2 separate regions of the Drosophila melanogaster genome follow, and region 1 is linked to region 2. Evidence: chromatin contacts called from public targeted proximity ligation data. All regions are on one chromosome and are shown on one strand. The core of a region is the stretch at or near the end of the contact, and the rest is flanking DNA. Distances in the headings are between cores, read along the strand shown. Region 1 holds the start of Spn (Spinophilin). Region 2 holds the start of CG5707.

Evidence for each region.
Region 1: a contact with region 2 is called in a targeted proximity ligation map of the Kc167 cell line, with 3 times the contacts expected there.

The regions. Positions count from the first base shown.
Region 1 is chr3L:2,549,653-2,556,751 of dm6, forward strand. It overlaps Spn (Spinophilin), which reads right to left and starts at 4,640. Exons shown (of 16, transcript NM_001259642.1): 1 at 4,406-4,640. msn (misshapen) reads right to left here. Exons shown (of 18, transcript NM_206252.3): 18 at 5,195-7,077. The coding sequence ends at 6,904.
Region 2 is chr3L:2,189,902-2,196,352 of dm6, forward strand. It overlaps CG5707, which reads right to left and starts at 2,320. Exons shown (of 2, transcript NM_143808.4): 1 at 2,039-2,320; 2 at 1-509. The coding sequence starts at 2,089.

The DNA.
Region 1 (7,099 bases), core at 3,390-5,889, 360 kb after region 2:
CAAATGAAGCCAATAAATGTGTGCCGTGAAGAGCCACCGAATATTGACAGGGAATATGTTTATTTTTAACACGGTTCATTTACCAAATTGGGCCTAATTTCTGTGGTCAGGTCCTGGAAAATGGGGTCAGCTGGAAATGGGGATTGGCTGGATATGAGGACTGAAACCAGGCGGGGAGGTGTCCTAAATTAGCTGCCAATTAATTAGGACCAAACGCAGATCCATAATGTTATGAACAGTATTATATTTCGCTTGAAGTTTGCGTGTTTTTTGTTTTTGCAGTGGGTGGTGGGTGGGGCTGAGAATGAACCTTGAAGGTGGCGATGGATGGTGCAATTTACATTGTTAACTAAGCTGCGACGGAGAGACCAGTCATGCAACTTCGGAATCTCATGCTCGGCAGTTCTATCTCAGCTCTTTTCCTAACTCATTCGTTTCAATCTCGCTGCAGTTGCAATTGCAGCCACTGAAGGTTGCTAAATTGCATAATTCAGAAACTACCACGTAGGGTTAAAGCCTTCGACAACGCGACAGCTTATAAAAGTTACAGTAATGTTTTTGTAATTGGCTTAAAAACTTGTTAATTAAGAAATTAACAACGTTGCATTACATTATGTTAACATATAGTGTGGGAAATATAGTGAAACATTTCCACTCTTCTGCCTTATAATTCCCAACTAGCCATTTCGTTTGACTTATTAAGGGAAGTAATCCTCTTTTGTTCAGAGGGTTAAACGCCTGGCAGACAGAAACTTGATGGGATGTCCATACCAAACGTATGTTAATAATGCCCAACGACAGAGCCCGCAGGCTCATTAGGTACATATACATATACATATCGATCGGGGATAAGGAGGCGGCATCCGGAGGAGGAGTGCCTCAAGTGGGGCAGTATAACCCACCCATTTTCGGTGTTGTACGTTATGTGATTCGAAAGCTTCGCCTGCCGCATGTTTTCCCCTCTCTGGTTTTGTGTTTCGGTTTTGTTTCGCCGTGGGTTACACAAACATTTCAAGTTGTTCCACAGGGTTTTTTTCAGTTTGCTGTCCGGACAAGTGGACAAAGTGGTGCGCAAGTGGTTGCATGGCCGTTAGAGAGGTGTGGGTTGAACTCTGGGCGGGAATGGGGTCCGCTCCGGCCCCATGGACCACTGCAGCTGTGGCCAACTATCAATTACCTAAATGCAACTGGCGTAATCATTGGAATCTCATGCGGAGCGGCATACGATAATTATATGAAAGTATTCTGGATATAAAGAAGTTTAAAACAGCACCAAGTCTTATTTAATCCTACTATAGTCTAATGTCAGTACTCGTATCAAGTTCAAGTTTTTCTAACATGTATTACCACTATTTCTCTGCCAAATTCGACCGACTAATTGAACTGCAACCTGGGTTCAGTGAACCCTGTAACAATCAAATAAAAATCAAGCCACAAATGGCCACATTAGGCTTAGCTAATATCGCTTTTCCTCAGACAATAAAAGCCGAATGGCCCCAAGCCATGAACGAATCATGATCATTGATCAACCGAAAATCCAAGACCCAAACGCGCACACAATTTAGATGCCTTATATGGCGGATCGCCAAACGGCAGCCTCATAAAAAAAGGTAGGAAAAAAAAGTGGATGAATAAATAAAGGCGACATTTTGCGGCGACTGTTAATATCAGTAGAGATACATAGATATATACACCTATAGCTACTATTGTGGCTATGGGTTTTCATTGAAAAGTCGACTAAAAATGCCAGAGATCCAAGATCATATGGCGCAAAAAATGGACCCAAAAGAGTCGTGTGCTAAGCTTGCGCCAAATCAAGTGACGCAAGAGATAAAGTCAGGGGTATCTATATTTTTTTAGGGGGCTACGGGGGAATTCCTAAACTTGATTTCGCCAGCTGCGCGTGGGCCACCGAAAAAAGATACAAAAACAAACGGAAAAACATAACACTCAAGAGTTCGGAGATATCTGTGATCTCGATTTCGTTCGAAATAGTTGACTTTTTGCCGGTCTCAGCATTGCAAAAGATTTCCATAAATGCGAAAAGTAAAAAAAAACAATATACATATCAGTGATTAACATAAAACTCAGATTTACACGAAAACAGAGTCTGTCTACTTCTTTAATTAAGAATAATCTCTTGAATAACTATTCTCTTGTCTGTTTGCGTTTGATTTATTTAATTCACACAGATCTGCGATCTGGATTTCTGTGGAAATAGTTGCGACAAGATTCAGAAGTAAAATAAATAGCATAAATGTGAAGCAATAAATCAAAGTCTTTCAACTTTGGTAATTTTTTTGAAAAGTTAAATTCTTTAATCTGATCAGCAGATGTCAAGATTTTCCATAAACAAAACTGAATAATATGAAACAATTATTCATGTTCAAGCTTTGGCACATAATCAAGATTATTGCTATTTAATGTTTGATCTGTCATCTGGCTTCCTATATGGTTTTTTTTTTTAATGAAGAACAACTTTTTTGAAATACTCGGTGCAGTTTTGAGAACATTTAAGCCGTTGCAAAAGTTTTCCATAAATGCCAAAATGGTGAAACTATAAATTCAAGGCGTTGAATTAACTTTTGGCTACTCAAAGGCATTAGCATAATGCCCAGATTTGCATGAAAATTAACGCATTTGAATGTTCAATCTGTCAAATGCTATGCGATTTTGGCTGTTTCGTTAATTAAGAATAATTTGTTGAATAACTTTTTGTGCCTGCATTTGACTAATTAAGTTTATGCAAATTGCTCGAGCGTGGGCGAAAGTTTAATGACGCCGGAAAATAGCTGAATACTTTATGAGTTTTTAAGTCGCCGACAAATTGACGATGGATATTGTGTGGAAATAAAAATTGAAACATTAAAGTGAAGCAACTATAAATAAATATACACAGAAGTCATAAAACAAAGGCGGGCCCTTCATCTTGTTGTGTTCTACCCCAAACTCCCCTTATTGTATCTTTTGGAGCTCCCTCTTCCAGTGCACTGGAAAAAGCGTTAGATATGGTTTATCTATAAAGATATTGTATGAAAATTTTATTCTCTACCACACACTATACGTTAATTTTAATACAAGACCTTTAAATTGAGATAAGCATCAGATACCACATTTTTTCTCAGTGTATTGGGGACTGACATGAAGCGCAACTGTTTCTGCGAGACAAAGGAGCAGAGAGAGAAGAAGACGACGAAGGAAGTGGAAGCGGGAGTGGAGAATAAGGAGCACAACAGAGGGAAGTCGTTGAAATTAAATACGGTTTGTAACCAGAAATTCCGCAACTAAAAATAAACAAATGAGAAAAAGAAGCGCAGAGCACGCGACGCACAAAAGAGGGTGAAATTGTACCCGCGAAGAGCTGAGTTTAACAACAATATAATGTTCTTGGCCTCGCCAGCGATTTTTTATTGAGGAAATAGTGCAAATAGAATTGTGATTTCTGCATATTTGCATAAATTGCGGCCACTCGCAGAATTGCAAAACAAAGAACGGCGATAAATAAGGCCAAAACAACGATAGCGAAATTATCAGAAGAAACCCACACATGCAAACAGAACCTAAGACAACAAGAGAAAAACAAAAGTCACTTGCTTTCGTTTTGTTTTGTTTTGTTATGTTATGGTTTTTTATCACCCAGTCTCCATCTCGCTCTCGCTCCCCCTCTCTCCCGCTTCTCTTACTCATTCCCACCCGATCGGAGTTGCATTTTGCGATCAACGGTTCTTTGGTTGGGGCATACTTCCTGCTCGCTCGCACCTACGCGAAAAGGCTCTGCGAAACCAGTTATTAAAAGCCATAAAAAGGAGAACCGTTTAACTGTTTAAGTGTCCCATGTTGGTTTTTTCGCCAGGTGTCTGAAACTTCGCCAGCTGTTGGCCGAAACTATTTTCGTATTTTCGTGTTTCGCTCGCAATTCTGCAATTTGCAATTGTTTTTTCGGGGGTTTTTTGCTGTCCTGCTTCTGCGCAGAGGGTGCAAGCAGGACGACAGGACTCGAACTCACACACACCCCTAAAAATGCCGCTACTCCAAATGCAATTTCATTGTTTTACCGTTGTATTTGCACTAAAATCGGAACCTGAATTTAATGGCGATTTCGTTTCAAAATATTTGCGTACACCCGGAATTGTGTGGCACCCACACCCCCAATTTACACTTCGTATTTCGTTCAACTCCGGCGCAGCTTCGTTTTGCTCTCTATATACAGCTTCATTGCGTTTTTTTTTATTAAATTTCTTTGCGCAAAAGGAGTGGCGTTGTCCAGGATTTTTTCACACATACACATGGACCTTATACACATATAGTCGGCGTCTTTTTATTTTCATTCGCACTGTTTTGTACTTTTTTCCGGCACATTAGCTTTTCGCCAAACTCCATTTAACACTCCTTTGCTGGGATTTACCTTTAAAAAGCTTTTTGTTTAGCCCTTTCGGTATACACAAATCCTTTTTTTTAAATACTCGCGACCCGGAATACTCGAATATATCCTATTTCGAAGGACGTTAATTGTACGATGAAAAAAATCACTCGATCATCATATGAACTCAGTACCCGCGGCAATTTATACTTATTGTTGATATTTTTGCAGCGGTTAAACTCGCGACGAAAACGCGTCCGTTTAGCTTGAATTTCGGGCCGATTTTGGTTTTGCTTTGTTTTTTTAGAGCTGGTACGATAGGAGACGACTATTCGATACTATCGGTGAATTGTTTTGGCGCTATGGGTTTTTAATTCTCGATTCAAGTGCGGTCTCACTGATAACTTGCTAATAATATTCGATTTATTCACTTATATTCGAGCAATCAGCGCTACATTTCAAAAAGTTTGTGTTCTAAACTGGCATTGCTTTGGCCATTTTACGAAATTCAAATTTATTTTTCCTTAGGAAACGCACAACGCTTGAAAATGCAGCTCAATATTTAATATTTAAAGAGCTTAAGTTTTTAAGAAAATTATAGTAAATCTGTATTATTCACTTTAGGTCATTTGTAAGGTAATGTAAAAACTAGCAAAGACTCAAACCAGTAGAAAGCTCTCTACATTCATGTTAAATATTGAAATATTCGTTTGGTGACCGAATTTTAAAATACCTTTTGTATTAAAATAACTTCTTAATAATAAATACCAACCGGCAAATAAAATGCGGATCTTTTGTTGTATTTTTTTTTTTTAATTTTGAGATTATATATATATAATAATTAGATTTACATTCATTTCTGTACCATTTTACTTGTTTTATTTTAGAAATAAAGTAAGCATTTATTACTAATTCTTTTATTTTTTTTTTTTGTTGCTTTAGACGTGCATGTTGGTGCACTTATCTTTCCATTTTGCTTGGATGAACATTACTAAATACGGGGGCGTACAATCAGTTTATAACACAAAAACAAACAATATTTTAAATATACTTCTTCATGAGACTTTTTCGTGTGGAAGAGAAGGGAGTGGGGCGAAATCACGCAAACAACATAAAATAAGGCAGAATTAGTGTTTCATTGGGGACATTGGAGTGTGTGCCAGTTGGGGACAAGATTCTTCTATATGCACTCGATATAGAGATATTGCAACGTGACCACTTTTGATATTGAAGCTAGTGAAAACACAAAGAAATGCACACAGTACAAAAAGCGGAGATGGTTATCAATTTTAACATGCTACGATTTATAGAATTTTGGTTTAATTTCCCTCCTCGATTCGTTCATCCGTTATTTTTGCTTTTGTTTTCATCATTCTCTTGGCTCTGTATAAAAGTTCAGTAAAAAATGCAGCTTAACTAGGTTCTCGTTTTGTAATTCCCTCCAATTTCGTTATTAAGGTAGCTCTCCTCGCAAACGACGTGGTGCGTTTCTATACTTCCATTGGATTTCCTCAATTGTTGCAAGCTTGCTTGGGTTTTGTGTTGCTTTCGGCTTTATTTTACATTAATCAATTATTTACTTGTTTATCACTTAGTTTTTACAATGGCGTTTTATGTGGGTTTTGTTTGCTTTGCTTTGCTTCGCTTCGCTTCGATTTCCATTTGCATTTGCATTTGCATAAAATGTATAAATTTCCTCTGCTCTCTCTCCACTAACACGTATTTATCAGAAACGCACAAATAAATTCTATTTGATAATATCAAGAACAAAAACTAACTGCATATATTTTCTTCTATATTTTCTGCTGTGCGCAGAAAATTCGATATACTTGTATGTTTTGTGGGCTTATGCTGCGTTGCTAACTTTCAACTTAAGTTTAACTTGTAAGCGAAATCATACACAATCGTGAAACGACATTTGAAATGAATCTGAATCTGAATCGTGTGTGCTGGGTGTTTGTTCAGTTATGTAACGTTAATATACATACATCGAAAGGATGGAGGATACGAATTGCTTTAATTGCGGTTTTTTTTCTGACCAGATCTGACAAAAAACCTCGACGAGTGAGCTTGAAATGTTCGTTTCTAAATATTAAGTAGATTATTTTATACACATATATATATATATATATATATGTATATATATATATATAGACTCGCGTTGATCGAGTTTTCTTAGCACATTTACTAATTGAAACGTTGTCGTGGTGAATTTCATAAGCACAAGTTCATGACCTCGGGTTGTTGGTATGTTGTTGAGTGTTGTTGTTGTTGTTGTTGTTGGTGTGTTTGTTTAGGATATCTCACTTAATCGTTATGCACTCTTCACTTAAATCAGCTAATTATCTTTTATGTGTTCGCGTTAGATACTTTCATTCATTTTCGTTTGCCTTTTGTGGTAAAATAAGAAGAAAATGTTTATGGGTTGATTTTGTTGCCGGTTGAGCAAATCGATCGCTGGGCCGTCGATCGAAGGCTGCCTGCCACGATCATCGATCGTCGATTGGATTGGATTGAATTGGATTGGTTTCGATTGGATTCGATTACCAATTGGCCATGCCCGGCTTGTTGAGCGTCATAAAGTAGATTTGACACGATGAAGCACCTTTGGCACTGCTGAAGAATACTTTGTCGTTTCGCTCGCAAAGGAATTTCAAGCGCTGCGCCTTTTTGTGCATGAACACACCATCCAAATGGCCGCTCTCAACGGAACGTATCTGTAATGAGGGCACAAACCAT
Region 2 (6,451 bases), core at 1,070-3,569:
ATCTCTGTGTAGGTATAGGCCGGCGGCTCCTGGCGCTTGGAATTCGCAAATCGCTCGTCCTCCACAATGTAGCCCTCGATGTTCTTGCGCAGATAGTCGATCTGCGAGGGGGGCTTCCTATAGCGGGTCTTCACTATATCTATGCTGACCAACATGTCGGTGCGATGTGGGTACAGCGAAGCGAATACGAAGCACAGCATGGCGCTCATTGAGTGGGCCATCAGGGACACCTTCTGCCAGCGGTACTCCTCCATTACGCGCAGGATCACGCACAGGTAGTCCACGAAGTGGTAGGCAATCCCCTCGGGCAGCTTCGAGGAGTATCCGTGGCCGGGCAGGTCGATGCACAGCACTCCCAGGTGCTTCGGTAGCAGGGGCAGCAATTTGTCCCACGTGCCCAGGTTGTCCAGCCAGCCATGCAGCGCCAGGATGGGTCGTACCTGCCGATTGCCGTACCACTTGCCCACCACATAACCCCACGGCATGTCGATGCGCACGTCCATGGGCTCCTGAAATGCACAGAGAGAAATTGCTTAGAATAATGTTCACCTAATATCACAATTACAATGCACAACTAAGGTGTCTCACCATTAACGCAACCTAACGTTAAGGCAACAAATCACTACAATATACCTTATTTATATATTATTTTTCCTGGTGTAGGAAAGTACCGAAAAAGAGTTGCATGAGGGAAAAAGTTGGTTGCAAAGAGGTGGTTTTGGAAAAGGGAAGGGGATTTGTCCAGCTTGTTAGCTGTTAATTGCCAGTGGGCAACTTGGTAGCTGCTTTCGGCCCGCTGTCAACCAGTTGGCTTAGATGGGTTTTCAGTTTAGCAGAGGATGCCGAACAGACTGGCCTGGCAGGCAAGAAATGCGCCAATGGCGTTTACCAAACTTCATTTTGGGAATGCTTATTTGCAATTTCCTATGCACCGAACACTTTCGCATTTACAGAGACTCGTTCAATAAAAAGTATTATAAAATTAAATCGGCTGGCAGAATACTTTCATTCAGGCCCTTTTGATGACCCAAGTCATATGGCCATATCATTTATCTCCGCCCGTGCGAACTGGTGCGTATTTCACCATCCCCAGCGATTTGATCAATTGGTTTGCTGGAAAAAGTTGAAGTGCCTGACAACTGAGCGAGTTTTTCGGACGGGGACCAGGTGTCAACTGATGGACAGGAGGCCCCGCAGTGCCACTAGCTGCCTGGGCCACAATTTATCATCTAGTTCTTACTTTGTTTTGGGCTCCAATCGATAAGCGATTGTGTATCCACTGCAATTGACTGATGCTGCACATGCAAACCCCGCAAAGTTCGAACAAATGGATTTTCGTAGTTTGCCACCACAGAGAAACTTTTTCCGAGCTCGGTTTAGCACGGTCGCTCAACTTGAAAATTAGCGCCGAGCACTTTCAACTGTAACGACATTTTCCGAGGGGTAAATACATATATATATATATAACAGAGGGTGAGGAAGATGGAACGGAGAACTTTTAGAGCATCCGCCCGACTGTTTGATGAACTCCTAATGAGCTAGATAATCGAAGAATACTAATTTGAACCCATTAGCGTACACCAAGCAAAAAGCTGGAGTCAAAAAATAAAGATTAATTGGACGGCAAAGTTTCTATTGTATCAGGTGTTTGTACTTTTGCCTTTATATTTACAAGTCCAGATTAATATCTTTATGATATGAAGCCATTATCAGCGCTGTTTTCTAGATCATTATAAGTGTATAAGTGGTTTATGACTAAAGTTTTCGCCCCCGTTACCACTTAACCAGAACAACATTCCGCCGGTAGCTGATGGGTCCAAGTAGACATTGACTTTGATTCCGCATTAGCGGGAATCTTATCAGTTCGAAGAGTCCAAGGCGATAAGAATGCAATTCCGTTCAAAGGTAAGAAAGGCGAAGGGGCAGCTAAACGTGTCTGATCCGTCGATCTATTTAGCTCGATAACAGGACGAGCAAACGTCTAGCAAATCTTTATAATAGACGCCCGCCGGGGATCTAATCAACTCCATATAATTACCTGTTCATGCGTCTCGATGGGGTTGCCTCGACCTTCGGAATTCGATGTCATTTTAGTTGGCAATCTCGGTGAATAATACAATCTAAATCCCAACTAATTCCGACACACGCCGTGTCGGAAAATATATACGCAAGGTGTTGTGGGAAACTTTTCTATTTTTATACTGCACTAACTAAATTAGTTGAACACTAGCGAGATCGAGCCGAAGAGAAGTGCCCGCTAGCGGGGCATAAATAAAACTAAATCTTATTTCGCCAGAGAAGCCGATTAAATCCCAACTGAGGCCGAACTTTAATCAGCGGTGTTTCCAAATCAGAAAACGGGAGAACTGCTTCAAGAGAATGGGAAACGACCCTATAAAGAGACTCTACATAGGGAGAACTAAATAAAGCGATCCATCGAAAGCTTTTGGGGGGAAGATATATGCTTAGTCAGTTTCGGTTGCGATATGGAATGAGAGAGTCTTTATCGGTGAGCGGGGAAAAAGCTCTACAATGTCATGCAGACCTAACTAACAACAAATTTATTATGGATCAAAGGTTAAAAAGTTAAAAGAAACTGAAAGCATTGATTAAAATATATCTGCTGAAAATGAAACAAGTCAACTAATATATGTAATGTCGCCACTTAACTAATTAAGAATGCATCCACTGAAAGTTAACATCTTTAAACAGTATTTTTTTATGTTACAACTGCGCGCACATTAAAAAATCCACAAATTGCGTATAACAACAAACCGTATATAGAAAAAACCTAAGTGACACGCCAATTAAATCAAATTATTGGGTTTCGAATAAACAGAGACCAAGGATAACATTGAAATTACAATGCTCATAACGCAAAATATGTGCTCACCCATATAAAATCGAATATTTACCCAGATAAACATCAATATTTATGGATTTTTCATATTCCAAAAGTGACTATCAAATAATTGATGCAAACATGCCAAACCTCATAATGCCAAACCAGAAAATAAAGCACACTCCAGAATATTGCTTTTTGATCGAACTACGAAGATATGTATGTAGGTAGAAAAAATATTAAACTTTTCATATTTTATTATTAATTTTTATGAGATTGGCAGAAAAAGAGCACTCACGCATTGCACTAAAATGCAAATGAATTCGATTTGTGTGTTCTTTATAGCATTTTTTACGCAGCCAACAATCGGTTCAAAAATTAATAAACGAGCAAATCAATAAATATTTATTTAACTCTCGAGGGATGAGATAAAACTTGGCTCTATTTTGTTGGGCAGATGTTCAAAAAACCATTGGCCTCTTTCGACAACAGTTTACACAATAAATGTGTTTAGTTTTTGCTAAATGGAAACCATTTGAGAATCCTATTGCACTCGCTCGGGGCTGTGGCTCAAATCATAAATCTTCATGGACTGCAAATTGAATGTGTTGCCGCGAGGAATGGCCAGCGACGGTTTCGCGCAGTGCCATAAATAACGAATTGAAACCATAAATCCGGCGATGAAAAGTATGCAAAGCCTTTTTAATTTCCAATGCAATTAAAATGGCAAAGGCTAGGTTACACTATTCACGATACACGATTCAGGATCAGAGGCCAAGCGAAATGGTTGGTTGGCCAAGAAAGGAAACACCCGTGCGGTGTTTAATCAAATGCATCTGCTGCTGACCAAGTGGCGGAATCCCGAATCCTGTTAGCACCTTATCGACCCGCTCGGCATTTGGGGGCTCGCAGTGAAATCAAATTACGCTGCAGCTGCATGCAGCCCCGGTCACAGGACATAGTTCACCTGCCACACGACGCCCCTCTTGCCACTAATGACATTCGAATGACATTGGTGGATGCAGGCGAACTTGGCTAATGACTCCGGATCCCCTCCGGCGGCATTGCCTTGAATGAGACCAAATTAACATGTGGTTTCGAAACTGGAACTACATTTAAAGCTACTTTTGTTAGCTCTTTTTAATGTGTTCATTACAGTTAGTTTTCAAATTCATTTCGTTCAACTAATTTTTGAAATCGGGTCAAAAGTATCTAAGCGGAATGACAGCCTTCATCACGGAATCATTTGCACGTCTCGCTTGGCCAAAGATTTGCACTTGGTATTTTCTGGATTTATGCCAAAGTAAAGGCATTGGTGGTGCCTGCCACGCCCATTAGTGACGTGTTCCGCCCTAATATTGTTGCTGCTAGGTGCAAAATGCAAAGTAATGGGCTTTGAAAATGCCTGCCAAGCAAGCCATAGAATCCGGCAAGCAGGTCCAGTCGAATATGTAAATACCCTTTAAATGCATTGGAGGTTAATGTTGGCAATTGGTAAATTCTAGAGGATAGTACCTTCTTTCTAACTAACTTAGTTACTAAACGATAATTAGTGAGTCATGTAATCTAATTGGCTGCAAATAGGGCATATAATCGTCGTTCTTCGGCAGTTCGGCCTGGCATCCTGCATTCTGAGCTCCTGTTTTCTGGTCTGGCCTTTTGTCTGGCACTCGAGTGAAAAGCTTTTGTCGGCGCATGGAAATTTGACGGAAATTGTTTGGTCTGATGGATGCAGCTGCAGATGCACCTCGTTCTCGGACTCCCGATCCTGTTCCTTCTGCTAGTTTGCCTGCTGTGTACCTTTGGCTAATGGTCTCGTCTGCCGCGTGCCTCTCTGTTGGCTGTGTCAATCCTTCAGCTAAGTAAGCAGACAGTTTTTAGCATTATGGTCAGTTGAAAGGCCATAAACTGGCCTGTTCAGCTGAGTGTTGTCTAACCGAATGAAAATGGCAATTTCAATAGAATTTAAGCCTGATTCTTGCTGTCGAGCGGGAAGCGAGGATTACGCCAAGCGAAATAAATGCAAATCGCATTAGAATAAATTTTGGCTGCAACTGCAGAATAATGTCCTTAGAATGGCCAACCTAGACGGGGCATCTCGAGCGGCGAACTTTGGCGTCAGGTAGCCCAGATAGTGAAAGGTAAATATATATATTCGTAAAAGCACTTTCAGAAAAGTTCCTAGCCAAAATTCACTCGTGACTTTTCAAAATATGCAAAACAAGCTGCCTTGTGAACAGCTAAAATCATTGAAGACAACGAACTATATCCTTAAAGTGGCATATAAATATGTGACTGCGAGTTTTGGCAAGTGTAACTCGCAGCATCATTACTCTAAAGGAGCATGGACCCCGGCACATTAAAAGCCAGTTGAACTTTTTAATGCATAATTTATTGTAGGACTGACTTGGCCACGGTTAACTAACTGAGAAACAGCCAGCGGGGCAAGCAAGCAGGTTAAAGCCAGGCGCACTTTTTGTTGACTTTATTTTGTGTTTTCTATGCGCAGCGCGGAAAATCAGTTAGAACAATGGTTGGGATGCAGATCGGTGGCGCATCATAAATATTTATGAAAAGCTTGGCCGGGCACGTAGCACCGAAAGCATCTCATGTAGAAACACCGTCGAATGGTAGCCCAAATTTATTGTGCGTCCTTGCCAAACTCATCTTTAATGCCGGCACATGCGGCACGTATAAATATTGAGGCGAAATATTTATCTGCAATTGATTGTTGATTTATTTTCGGGAGGAAATAAAATAATATACAGGAGGAGAAATGTGGCTAGAATGAATGGTGTTCGTGGATTTATGTTGGGCAATATGAATTCAAGTCTACTTATGATGTTTAACTCATGAAATATCAAAATAAAATTCATCTTCTGAATATCACCATAACTATGCATAAATGTTTGCACTGTCAAAACTTTAACGATCAAGCAATTGAATCAAAGAGAGAAGAGATATTTTCTTTATCCCAATCATATCGTCATCTGTCTGCAACTGTCCAACCATTTGGTGCTTCCCTCGGTGAAAAGTTTTCAGATTTGTTTGCGTGTTTCGCTGGGGCAAAGTGAAGTTGCAAAACCAAATCGGGCGATCCGAGTCACAACTATCAATTAAACTAATTAGCTTGATTTCCCAGCAGAGTTGCCCGACCGAAGGGACACGCCCAAAACTTTCGCCTTGGCTCTCGGCTTCCTTTTGGGCTGCGGTTGCGCTGGAAAATTCAATCAGCGCGTGCAGAAAAACGCAATCAAATGATTAAGTCAACAAATGATGGCAAATTGCTGGGGCCGCAGCTGGTGCCGGACTTTTGGGATGCACTGTGTGCGGAAAATCGAAGCCAGAAAGCAAAAAGTCGCCGCAGCGGCCAATGAGGTTGTTTCAACTGAGGTCTTTCTCAAAACTTTGCTCAGCTTCTCCTCGGGGATTCCCCTTTTTACCAGAGTTTTTTTTTTTTTTTTGTGACAGCAGCAGAGCGCATTTTAAGCAGGTGAAAAGCGAAAGAAAACTTTTAGTTTTCTTAATGAGTGTGGTACTTTGGCTATTGATTAAATGGAGGTTGCTGCCAGCTGTTCTCCCATCTTCTTTTTCTGCTGTCCAACATAT